Regions from separate parts of the Mus musculus genome. Here all the other regions are linked to region 3. A link is a contact called in public HiChIP or PLAC-seq data. All regions are on one chromosome and are shown on one strand. Each heading gives the region's core, a stretch centred on a gene start, on an enhancer-like site or on the middle of the called end of the contact. The rest is flanking DNA. Distances are from core to core; before and after follow the strand shown. Region 1 holds the start of A730020M07Rik (RIKEN cDNA A730020M07 gene). Region 2 overlaps Gm33485 (a long non-coding RNA gene). Region 3 holds the start of Abcd3 (ATP-binding cassette, sub-family D (ALD), member 3).

The links. HiChIP or PLAC-seq counts read pairs in DNA pulled down with a chosen protein or histone mark.
Region 1: a FOXA1 HiChIP or PLAC-seq map of pancreatic cancer cells shows a contact between it and region 3. The contact joins the promoter of A730020M07Rik here to the promoter of Abcd3 in region 3. A contact is called at or near these places in 2 of 115 datasets of contacts at active chromatin or transcription factors (bone marrow-derived macrophages and pancreatic cancer cells).
Region 2: a contact with region 3 is called in an H3K27ac HiChIP or PLAC-seq map of embryonic stem cells, with 6 read pairs. The contact joins the enhancer-like site here to the promoter of Abcd3 in region 3. A contact is called at or near these places in 4 of 39 promoter capture datasets (the C10 cell line, the HPC-7 cell line, HPC-7-derived erythroid cells and 2 more), 1 of 15 datasets of contacts at CTCF or cohesin (the NIH/3T3 cell line), 2 of 484 Hi-C or Micro-C datasets (embryonic stem cells and nephron progenitors) and 4 of 115 datasets of contacts at active chromatin or transcription factors (embryonic stem cells, large pre-B cells and pancreatic cancer cells).

What each region holds. Positions count from the first base shown.
Region 1 is chr3:121,644,381-121,648,188 of GRCm38.p6, forward strand. It overlaps A730020M07Rik (RIKEN cDNA A730020M07 gene), which reads right to left and starts at 2,073. Exons shown (of 3, transcript NR_036458.1): 1 at 2,002-2,073.
Region 2 is chr3:121,588,017-121,591,902 of GRCm38.p6, forward strand. All of the region lies in intron 3 of Gm33485 (a long non-coding RNA gene), which reads right to left. Among named protein-coding and RNA genes, the nearest start is that of Gm33708, 3.0 kb to the right of the region's middle. Within about 2 kb of position 1,300, at least 96 of the 459 cell types and tissues checked have an H3K27ac peak or open chromatin away from gene starts, as enhancers often do. A contact at or near this core is called in the NIH/3T3 cell line, embryonic stem cells and nephron progenitors, where this site is marked.
Region 3 is chr3:121,813,613-121,817,788 of GRCm38.p6, forward strand. Abcd3 (ATP-binding cassette, sub-family D (ALD), member 3) reads right to left here and starts at 1,690. Exons shown (of 23, transcript NM_008991.3): 1 at 1,397-1,690. The coding sequence starts at 1,506.

The sequences.
Region 1 (3,808 bases), core at 823-3,322, 170 kb before region 3:
AAGCCCTAGTGTTAGGATCAGAGAAATCCTGCAGACCATACATGCAGTTCCTTCTTGCTCATGTGGGATGGACCAAAGAACTCAGTGTTGGTGGCCTACCGTGGCAGACTCCAAGGAGAACATCTGGAACGTCTTCGGCCTTCTGTAAGCTTAGAGAGCAGCTCACGGGGGCAACCTGGACAATAGCATCCATTACTGGGATCCTGACACCATGTTCTCTAGTGCCATCCTTCCCACAGCTGGCCCTAACAGGGTATCCAGATCTTCCTCTCTGAGCAGGCCTGAGTGGGCTACTCGTGTGGAGTAACAATGCCAGAATTCTAGCTTCAGACTTCTAGTAGCGGTGACAGGCAGAATTACCAGACCAATCTTCAAAAACAAACCTTCCTGTAGCCTTTTTAATAGTTGATCTTTGGGCCTAGAAATGCAGTTCAGTTGGTAGAGTGTTTACCTGGAGTGCACACGGTGCTGGGGTTTGAGCCCCAGCACCCCATAAATGGGCCTGGTGACTCATGTATGTCATCTCAGCACCTCAGAAATTGAGGCAGGGGAATTTGAGAATTTGAGAACTTCAAGGTCATTCTAGGCTCCATACTGAATTCAAGTCCAGCGTATATGAGAGTCTCCCCAAATCCCACCTTCCAGTTACTGCCAACTTAGCTTATTTCAGAGAGAGACCAAAGGCCCCCATAGGTAGCTCCTCGCTAATTCTCAGCACCATTTAGAATCCATTGGCACATGCATCATTCATTGCTTCTGTTTCTGCACTTGTACAATTCACCACTTAAACCCTTCAGTGTAAGCTCCTCGTTTGTAGAATTCTGAAGGTGGCTCCACAGAGGCCCTTCCTGATGACCTCTTGACTTTGTTCTGCCACCTCCCTCTCCCTCTCCCTCTCCCTCTCCTCTCCCTCCCCCTCCCCTCCCCCTCCCCCTTCCTCTCCCTCCCCCTCTCTCAGCCTTGGCTATCTTCTCTTCTTCCCCAAGAAGACATCTCCTCAATCCTAGCCTTGAGCAGGCCCCGCATCCCTGTTTCCATCAGACACACTCTTAGCAATTTTGAAATTTCTAAAGGGCTTATATAATCACAGCAAAGTGATTGATTGTATAAACCAGTAGCTATTTTCTCTCCAGTCCTGAGCATCTGCCCAAGAGGGCAGAGATCTTGACCCCAGGAGCTCAGCACTGTGTCTCGCATATGCAATAAGTTCACAATGAATAGAGAATGGGGGTCACGGCAGGGCAGACTTTCTGGACAACTATGCACTGAATATAGGGAGAGGGCAGCCAAAGGGTGCAACATGGGTGGCTTGTGAGAACAGCCAGAGGACAGGCTGGCAGGCCAACTCCGCAAGGAGGCTGAGACATGATGCATTTCACATAAAGACCTCGGACGGCCCCGCAGCTGGGCTCTGCAGTGTTGAGTGAAGAAGAAACCTACAGCGATTGGCTTTCTGGTTCTGTATTTTTCAGAGTGATTAGAGGGAGGGCAGTTTAGCAGGGAATACAGGGCTGGGTCATAGCTAAGGCGGTAAAGAAGCATTCCCTGACACTTTCCAAAACCTGCTTTTGAAAAAAATGAAAGCCAAAAGAGGCATTGTGCGTTTGTGATCCCAGTTCTGGGAGGCAGCGGCAGGCAAGACACCCGGGCTCCTTGTCCAGCCAGCCTATCCTACTCACCACTGAGGGACATGTGGGTGAGTCTTGAGAAACAACAGGCAATGTTGTCCTCCAGCCTATACATGCATATGCACATATCTGCAAGTAAACTTCACACACACACACACACACACACACACACACACACACACCCCACCATTTGGTCCCTAAGTTCTGGGAATTCCTCATGAAGCACACTGGAGAGGCTAAACTCAACCTTCATACTGCACAGCCCAGGGGCCCCTGGTCTCCTGGGAGCTTTAGGGGGTTTGTAGCTCCTCTGGGGGGCTTCTGATGGTTATGGAGTCAGAGAGAGTTGGATTCATAGCTGTTTCTTACTTACCAGCTGAGAGAACTCAGGAAAATGGCCTTTTTTCCTGAGCTTCAATACTTGCCTCTCGTAATGGTTTAGTTACTGAGTTAGTAGAAATATTAACTGGCCCTAAGTGCATGCCTGCTGGAGCATACGTATGAATAATAGCTAAAGTCACTGGTGGTTAATAACTCAGTTTGACTTTGGTCCTGTGTATGTTGACTTTGTTTTGGTCAAATAATAAGTAAATCATTGTGAAGTCGGCGTTACAGTGAACAGGGAGCTTGTTTCTTAGTCCTCCCATCAAGTTCAGTGTAACTGGGGTGCTGATTCAGGCTCTTTATGGCTGTGATTACCCCCTGTAATCACTACTGCCTTCCTCAGTGGGAAGGGAGGATGTCCCCCATCCTCCTGCCCACAGAAAAGACTGCCCTCAGGTGTAAAGTCCAATTACTGGGCGCAGTTGGGAAGAACACACACAGAGGTGCATTCCTGAGCCCTGAGCGTGGGCCCTTGTTTGTCCTCTCCTTATAAGGAGTGAGTTATCATCAGCCTTGCAGGAAGGTCACGGCTGTTTCTCCCTCCTCAAGTGGCTGAAATCATCCTTCTCCTCGGAGGGGTGGGGTAGTGATTAAGCAGGCTAACCATGCCAGCGCTTTGCTATCCAAGTATGAGGATGTTTACAGACCTTGTGACAGAGGTGGGGATTTTGTCTGATCCTGGGGACTCCCAGAAGACACACCAGAGAGTCCCCCACCACTCATCCAATAGTGGAAGATCAGCTACAAAGGCCCTTTCACCAGCTTGTGGCCATAAAAGTTGGCCTGGTAGGAAGAGCTGGAGCCCTAACATCTTTAAGGGTTGAGGGCTGTGCCTAGTTTCTGGCCACATCCTCTGTATCTTAAAGGGAACAGACCATGCCAGTTGTTCACACTGCCAGGATGCTTTGCCTCCCTACTGTCTAGAAGCACCACTCATGAGAACCTTCTGTGAATGTGATGGAAAATAAAGCCTGACTCCTTTAAGATGTTTCAGGCAGTGTTTTGCCACAGAGATGAGAAGGGTACTTAAACAGACTGCTTGCCTTTCTTTGACATTTATTATTAATTGTTGCAAAGCAAATAAAGACAACAGGCCTGGGGGCACAGCGATGAATCCTGGCTTTGGATGGGATAGTGTCTCCCAAAACCTCCCATCCAGTGCAACCATACTGAAAAGTGGTAGGTATTCAGGAAGTGGGGCGTAGAGGATTAGAACTAGAGGAAGCAGAGAATCTTCAACAAGAGTGACTTGCTGTGCAGAGGCGAGTGTGAACCCCATGTGAGCTCTCACGGCTTCTCTCATGGCTTGATCCTCTCTGCACACACTACTACTGCTGCTCCCACACACTCTTCTAACCAGAGGTGTCACTTATCACTGAATGACTTAGCCAGAAGGCCCTCCCCAGAGGCAAACACATAGAACTGCTTGTCCTAGGATTTCCAGTCTTCCAAACTCTGAGCTAACTAGACCCCTTTTGCTTCTAAAGGTTTTCAGCATCAGGTGTCTTGTCATAGCAGCATAAAACAAATCTTTGCTTTTCACCCCCACAGATACAAGCTAAGTCAGGATAACTTGTCCGAACAGCAAATTGGTAATATTGCGTATGTTGGTAAGTATATAGCATATAGTAATGGGTACTCTAATTCTTTGCCTTTCTTCTAGTCCTTTGAGATCTGAGGGGGATAAGAACACCATTGGGCAAAGCCTGTGCTGTTCTGACCACAGGGAGTGCTCCCAGGAGACCTTGTACTGGTGTCTGAGTACAGCCCAACTGGGAGCTGAGGGGTGCTCAAGG
Region 2 (3,886 bases), core at 50-2,549, 230 kb before region 3:
TGGGCAGAGGGCAAGGGACACTGCTGGGTGTTTTACTATGTTCCTCCCCAAACAAAGGCTTCTCCGGCTTCCAAATGTCACTAGTACATATGCATAAGTGCTTCTGGGTATTCGCTTGCCAAAGTGCCAGTGGTGTAGAAATTGAGCAGCCCTGATTTAAAGCCCTTATCCCCGGCAACAAACCTATCAAGCATAAAACAAGGAGAAAAAGCGCCATGAGGAGAAGCAGACTAGGTCTGGTGATTTGTGAAACCCTGCTGAGTTCCCCCCCACAAAACCCTTTACTCCAAACCTTTCCATTTAACAGAACCACATATTTCTAAAAAGCAACAAAACTATAATAGCATGATTGCAACTTTGAAATTTTATTTATTTATTTTTTATTCTTTTTACCCTTTATAGTACACTATAGTAATCTTTTTACTCTTTATTTTACAAATCGTGTGAAATGCCTCACTTGGTATTTACAGTTTGGTATAATTGTTCTAATTTCACAGTCCGATGTTAGATTTTAATATTTGGAGGATATTGGCTATGTGTCTAGTTTGATAATAGCGCAGCTTGGGACATGGTTAGCAGATCTGATTAAAGGTTATGCTCGGAGATACAGGCACAGACAGAGCCATGGGAGAGTAGGAAGAGAACCTGGAAGAAAAGGCAGTCATTTGACTGAGGTTACAAGAGTAGAGGTTGTCAGAACCAGGGCTTGGGGTCTTCTTGAGGCTCAAGTAAGTCCTGTGTCTTGGCACGACAATATAACCTCCTTAGCTTTTTGGCTCTTCCAGGCAAAGCACGTCCATAAATTACAGGGAGGGTGAGGGACAGAACATTGCAGAAGCTGTGGGCCGGGGTGGGATATGTGAAGGAGAGATAAGGAGAGAAAACTTGGCGAGGAAGGAATATTGCCTCCCCCATCCTCAAGTCCTTGTGGTTAGATGGAGTTATGTTAAGACCCATGCCCCACACCCAGAGAGGAGTGTGACTTTGGAGCGGGAAACAAATCTCTTGTGGCCGAGCTAAGTTCCTTCTATCACAAGTTAAAGCGGTGGGTGAAGAAATGTCCATTTAGGGAGATGGTCTGCGTGCGTGGGAGGGCCTGTCTAACAACAAGGTAACTATGTGGCAGGGCACAACACATGGCTACTTCTCCAGCATCTGCATTTCTCTAGTCAGCTCCCCTCCCCCTTCCCTTCTTCCCCCACATTTGGATGGAAACCTGAACCACAGTCCGCCTCCAGTTACTCACTGATGACAAAACAAGGCTCCCTCCAAGGCAATATCCTTCAGCAGCTGTCGGGCCCTCCTGGGAATGGGGCTTTCTACCATCTGGATTTGCTCAACTGCCTCTGAGGCACACTTGGGCAGTGTGGCTCCGTGGAGGAGGGAGGCGAGAGGAGTGGGCCTGGGGACTGAACCATGTGACCAAGTCACTCCCGTGCTCTTTCCAACAGGGACAGGCTTAAAAGGACCACTCAGGCCTGCGTTTTGTCCCTGGAGAAGGGAATTTGAAATAAAACACAAATTCTGAGAACCTGGAATCACAAAATCAGTACATGGTCAAGGCAGCTGGTCGGTTTAGCGCCACTTTGAGAGGAGACTGTAGCCACTATCCCCCCCCCCCCCAGTTCCCCAAAACTGCACTCGATTGGACCCGTGTGAACACTTGATCCAGGGTAGGCCAATCATATCCTCTGTTTTAGGAACTTCAAAATGATGTCTCTGCAAGGTTGAGCTTGCTCAGCAGACCCAACAATGCAGATCTGTCGGTCCCCCTACGCCTTTCCTTTGTTCTTTCTTTAGTTGGTTTCGGGACCGGATCTTGTGTCATGGTTGAGGCTGACCTCAATTCTGTAACTAGCCTAAGATGGCCTCAAACTCAGGATCCCCTCCTACCCCCTGCCTCGTCCACCCAAGCACTGCGATTGCAGACATTGTTGGCTGGGCTAGGATCTGCTTTCCATCTGGGACCCAGAGCCAATGAAGCTTCCTCTGGGAAGCCCTCTACAAGTGCACTTTCCACAACTCATTTCAGAGTTGTTGTGTCCCTGGGTCCCCACTCCCAGCAACTGTACTACCGGGGATACCAAAGTGTGCGTCATAGCTGGAGTAATCACGTGAGTGTCTCCCCACCTGGAGGAGGGCTCCTTGAAACCGGAGGCTGAGGCTTCCTCTCCTCTTTCTCTTCTGCATTAGTCCTGTTCTGGTAGATTCACAGCGCTTGTCAACTGACTGAAGAAATGAATGGATATATAGGTCTGAGCACTCCCGACAGGCCATAAAAACACAGCCTTCCCTGCTCTGCCTGATAAATCCTACCAGCTCCGAGGTATCACAGCCCTGTTTCAGACCTTTCCAACGGAGAGTTTTTACTGGCTATCAGGCTATTGCCAGGCTGAGTGACGCTTTTAAACGAATATTTGTATGGGCGTTTTGCCTGCATGTGCCTGTAAACCATGTGAGCCTAGTGTCTATCCACAGAGGCCTGGTGAGGGTGCCAGATCGTCTGAAACTGGAGTTACATATGCTTGTGTGGGTGCTGTGAGCTGAACCTGGGTCCTCTGGACCAGCAGCAAGTCCTTTATGGGCTGTGCCATCTCTCCAGCCCTCTGAGTGGCGATGGTTGCTGTGATGCTTTACAACTAAGATGAATTAAAACTGTGTTGCTAGTAGTGACTGTAAGAGAATAATAAGGCTCATTATAGCTTTAAATCTTAAAAAGTGTCTAAGAGCCGGTGTAGTGATTAATTGTCATGGTCATCTTGACAAGGTTTAGGATGCTGTGGAGAGACACCTCAGGTGTGTCTCAGAGGTTGTTTCTGAAAGGACTTAGGGAGGGAGACCCACCCTGACTGTAAGACAGCTCTGTCCCATGAGCTGGGTGGGGATCGCAGACTGAATAAAGAGAGGTGAACAGCAGCACTCATCTTTCTCTGTTACCTCCCACTCTTGTCCCTGTGATGTCACTGCCTCACACTCCTGTCCCTGTGATGTCACCACCTCACACTCCTGTCCCTGTGATGTCATCACCTCACACTCCTGTCCCTGTGATGTCACTGCCTCACACTCCTGTCCCCATGATGTCACTGCCTCACACTCCTGCCCCTGTGATGTCACTACCTCCCACTCCTGTCCCTGTGATGTCACCGCCTCACACTCCTGTCCCTGTGATGTCACCACCTCCCACTCCTGTCCCTGTGATGACACTGCCTCATACTCCTGTCCCTGTGGTGTCACCGTCTCACACTCCTGTCCCCATGATGTCACTGCCTCACACTCCTGTCCCTGTGATGTCACTACCTCATACTCCTGTCCCCGTGATGACACTGCCTCACACTCCTGTCCCTGTGGTGTCACTGCCTCACACTCCTGTTCCCGTGATGACACTGCCTCACACTCCTGTCCCTGTGGTGTCACTGCCTCACACTCCTGTCCCTGTGGTGTCACACTATTGCCACTATGACTTCACCACCATGATGGACTGTATCCCCTCAAACTGAAAGCCAAAATCAATTCTTCTCTCCTTGAGAACTTTTGTTGGTGTGATAAACAAGAAAGTAAACAAAGCTGTGGATTGTTTATTTCTGTGTCTTTGTGTCTTCATTCTCTCAGCTCTTTAAAGAAAGCTCTTTAACTTTGCAACTTCTTCCCCTTCACAAGAGGGAAAAGACTGCTGAGTGAGATGCTGAGTCACACTCTATAGTAAGATCTTGAGGGACATGGAGAATGGACAAGTGGAGGGAGGTCACCGTGGAGGCCAGGGCTAGGGGAGCTTTTCCTGGGGTAGAAAGACAAACTGACCAGAGTGAAGGAGCCAGGAAGGAAAATGGAAAGCTTCTATTTAGAAGTATTAAGTAAATGTTTAAGCATTCCTGTCTCAGTTTATTCT
Region 3 (4,176 bases), core at 440-2,939:
GCCCTGGCTGTCCTGGAACTCACTCTGTAGACCAGGCTGGCCTCGAACTCAGAAATCCGCCTGCCTCTGCCTCCCGAGTGCTGGGATTAAAGGCGTGCGCCACCATGCCCGGCTTGAGAACTGCTTTTAAATCAGTCAGAGTTGTTAGCAGTCAAGTTCCCTCACTACTAAAATACCTACTCTAGGCGCTGAAACGCTTCCCTACAAAGACTAATTCAAGTAATTAAATGTAAAGCATTTACTATGTTCTATCGGCACATTCCAAGTAACTGATAACTTCTAATCCCAAATGAGAGTTCAGAAAGGGCACGATCTAATAGAAAAATATTTCAAATTAATCGTCCCCCTCCAAGAACCCTTAAAAAGGACGAATAGTATGTGAAGGAGAGGCATATCATTATTTTGTAAAGCTGATTTAGGAAGAGAAGGGCCAATGCTGCAGCCAATGAGCAAGTCAAAGTAGATAAGACAGAAAATACTTCATGAAAGGATACATGGAGCTCTCTGCTAGTATTTTAGGCCAAATTCTAATAATAAGATAGTCCGAGCAAACCAAAAGCAGGAGACAATAAATAGTACCTACCCAGAGGGTTGATGAAATAAAATGCATGAAAGCATTATTCTAAGATTGGACACTAAATATCCAAACACTAGTAAGAATGCTTAGTTAGGAAGTAACCTTTTCTTTGTCGCTCGCTGAAATCAAATGGGCGACAAGAAGTTAAAATTGTGCCTGTAATCCCACCCCCAGAACTCAATTCTCCCTTCTTTCCTAATCTCCCAAAAGTTCAAAGTAAACTTTAACATTCTCTCCAGGCAGGTAGCTGTATGGTGTAATTAACAAGTGATCTTCACCTAAAACACACTTTCACCTTTCACCTATAAAGTCGACGGAGGAAACTTTGTCCTCCACACACCGCTGAGCCAATTCAACCTTTCCAAATGAGGGCATTCACTGACCAATTCCGGAAAAAGAGGGCACCGCTTTAGAAGAAAATCGTGCCCACTGGACCCAGAAAACCCCAGGAACGCCCCTGGCTACTATCCACCGCCACTACTCCGGAGTCGAGCTGGCGAGTAAAATGCCCATCCCGAACGAACGCAAACCTTAGCGTTCAGTGGCGATGAGATGGCAAAACCAGAATGCACCCATAAAGTTGACATGCACGGGGAGATGGTGAGGGGGCGCGGGGGCGCAGGGACGCGGCGTGTCCTCCTCCCTCCCGTGGTGTTGAGATTGCGCGGCGGCCGCCAGGCTGAGGGCCGCAGGGCTCCGGGACCGCTGGCCCGGTTCCGCGGGCACCCGCGCAGCTCGGGACCTGGGAGAGAAGGGCAAGGCGCGCGCCCGGAGCTCCCCGCTCGGGCCCGGGGAAGGCGGCGCGGCCGCGAGCCTCACCCGTGCAGGCCGAGGGCGCGACGCCGCTTATGGAGTAGGCAGAGCAGCAGGAACGCGGCCCCCGCCAGCGAGGTGTTCCGTGCCGTCAAGTACTTGCTGAAGGCCGCCATGGCACCGGCAGGGCGAGCGAGCCGCGGGATAGGGGACGCGCCGGCGACAACCTCAGTGCAGGAACCGCGGGGGAAACTGGGAGGATAGCTCGGCGCCGAGAGAGGGCGGGGCCGGCCGCGCGGGAACGCCCCCTGGCGCGCGCCGCCGCGCCGAGCCCACCGTGGACTTTGGCTTCCCGGGCGCGCGCGCGGGCGCGGGGCGATCGAAAGGGTCGTTCCCCGGGGGGACGCTCTGCGCACGCGCGGACCCCCGCGGACTCGGCCGGAAACGCGGCGGGCAGACAACGCTAGTCCTCCGCGCCGGTCTCCAGCAGCCCACGCTTCGGCCTTGCGATCTCTGCTTGCACACACCCTAGCTTTCTTTCACAAGAACTGGAAGAGCGGGCCGGGCCTGCGCCACGGACTCCGTGGGCCCTGCCCCTCCGCCACCCCCTGGATGGGTCGGTACCACCCTCTTAAAGAAGCCGGGGGAGGAGGGGAACGGCCCCATCACTAAAAAGGTCAATATTTGCAACTTAAGGAGTGAAGGGAGACCTGGAAAAGAAAGACTACAATCAGATAATCTTATTTCAAGTCGCCGTGGATTAGGTCTCTAGTTCTGTAAAATCGGTTTGGGAGGACGGGTCCACCACTCTGTTAATTTTTTTATAAAAATAATGTAGTGGGAAAAAGCTCAGAGTGCGTGACAAAAAGGAGTTTTAAGAAACAATTACTCTTTTTTGGTAGATATGTACAAGGATGGCGATAAAAAAATGTATTTCTTTATGTTAGGTCTGGTCAAAGAAAGTTTGAGAAACTCTGTTCTTTGCAAAGGGACATTCAGAAATAACAATCGTGCGTTGTATTAATGCTGGCCTTACTCCCAGAAGCAGACGAACTTTACAGATTACAGCATTCTTCTCCTGTCCCACCCCTATCATGCAGAAAGTGTTATCCCTAGCGTTTAGTCTAGCGCATGCACAATAACTTAATGAATGGCTGTTTTCAGTTTAAGAAACTGTCGAGAAGCAAGTGTCAGAAAGGAAGCTTCTAAAACCTCACAAAATATATAAATGTTGCCTACGCATAAAAGGAACCAATGAAACAGTGATGCCTAGGTGTTTTCTCTGTGTGAATGGTTAAATGGTTATGAGAATGGCAAAGACCACACACCGTGGTGTGTGCTGTGTGCAGGTGCTCAACAATCGTCAAAAGTCTAAGTTACGCAGAAGTAGAGCCTGTACCAAATCCTCCATATGCCGTTTGTGTGTTTTCCCATTACCCTGGGAATCACTTAGGTAATTAGGTATGCCTGGCACAGAGAATACAAGTATGAACAATCAATCCCTTATTCTCCAGAGGCTGGTGCAGAAGAAAAACATGAAGAAAAATATGGATGAGTTTAAGTGTCAGCTTAGAGAAGTGAACTAAGTGCTATGAGAATACCAATAAGAGAATTTAGAATTTTCCTAGAACTTTTCCTTAACACTTGACAAATAGGATGACGTCAAAGCTACACCCTAAGGCCAAAGGAGTCTGCTAGCAGGTGGGAGGACTTGGGTAGGCATTGTTTCACTAGTGAGTTGCAGCGCAGTATAAAAGCATTGGAAACTTGGGGGAGAAGAGTTTGTAATAATGAAAGGAGAGTTCCTAAAACTGATTGAAAACATCATCTGTAGGATAATAGATTTCGGGCTGGAGAGATGGCTCAGCAGTTAAAAGCACTGACTGCTCTTCCAGAGGTCCTGAGTTCAATTCCCAGCAACTCCGTGGTGGCTCACAACCATCTGTAATGGGATCTGATGCCCTCTTCAGGTTTCTGAAGACAGCTACAGTGCACTCATATACATAAAATAAATAAATCTTAAAAAGGAAAAGAAAAGAAAGAGAAAGGAAGGAAGGAAGAAAAGAGAGAAAGAAAGAGAGAGAGAGAAAAGGAAAGAAAGAAAGAAAATAGATTTCAAAGCATTCAGGAAAAAAAAGGCAAGAATAATTCACTGACAAAATATTCTACAAAATACCCTTACTCAAGAAGCATAGAAGAGTCTAAGGGGCAGGAAGAGGAAGGAAGGAAGGAAGGAAGGAAGGAAGGAAGGAAGGAAGGGAGGAAGGAAGGAAGGAAGGGAGATTATACAAGCTACAATGTTTTCTAGTTGTTGATATGCCCATCTGATAAAAAACACTGAGGGTCAGTCTAACAAAGTTAGCTTTAGCACAGAGGGACAGCACAGAGGGACAGCATACAGAAGGACTGCAGCCCCCATCACCAAGAAAGGATGAGGAAATGTGTGCACATAGAGAAGAAGTATAAAGTCTAAATGCAGTAGTGCTTGAGAGGTTCAGAGCAAACTAGATCCACTGCCGATATTAAACCTGAGTTGAAAAGTAGACGCCAGGTTCCATTTCTCTGGAAACATAAATTGAAATCAGTGCAGAGAATTGTGTCTATAAACCCCTGGTCTCTAAATTGAAGCCTGTCTTAGTTTGGCTTTCTATTGCTGTGATGAAACACCATGACCAAAAAGCAAATTGGGGAAGAAAGAGTTTGTTTGACTTATACTTCCACATCAACTGTTCATCACTGAAGGAAGCCAGGGCAGGAACTCAGAGAAGGAACCTGGAGGCAGGTGCTAATGCAGAGGCCATGGAGGTTGAGTGTTGTCTACTGGCTTGCTCAGCCTGCTTTCTTGT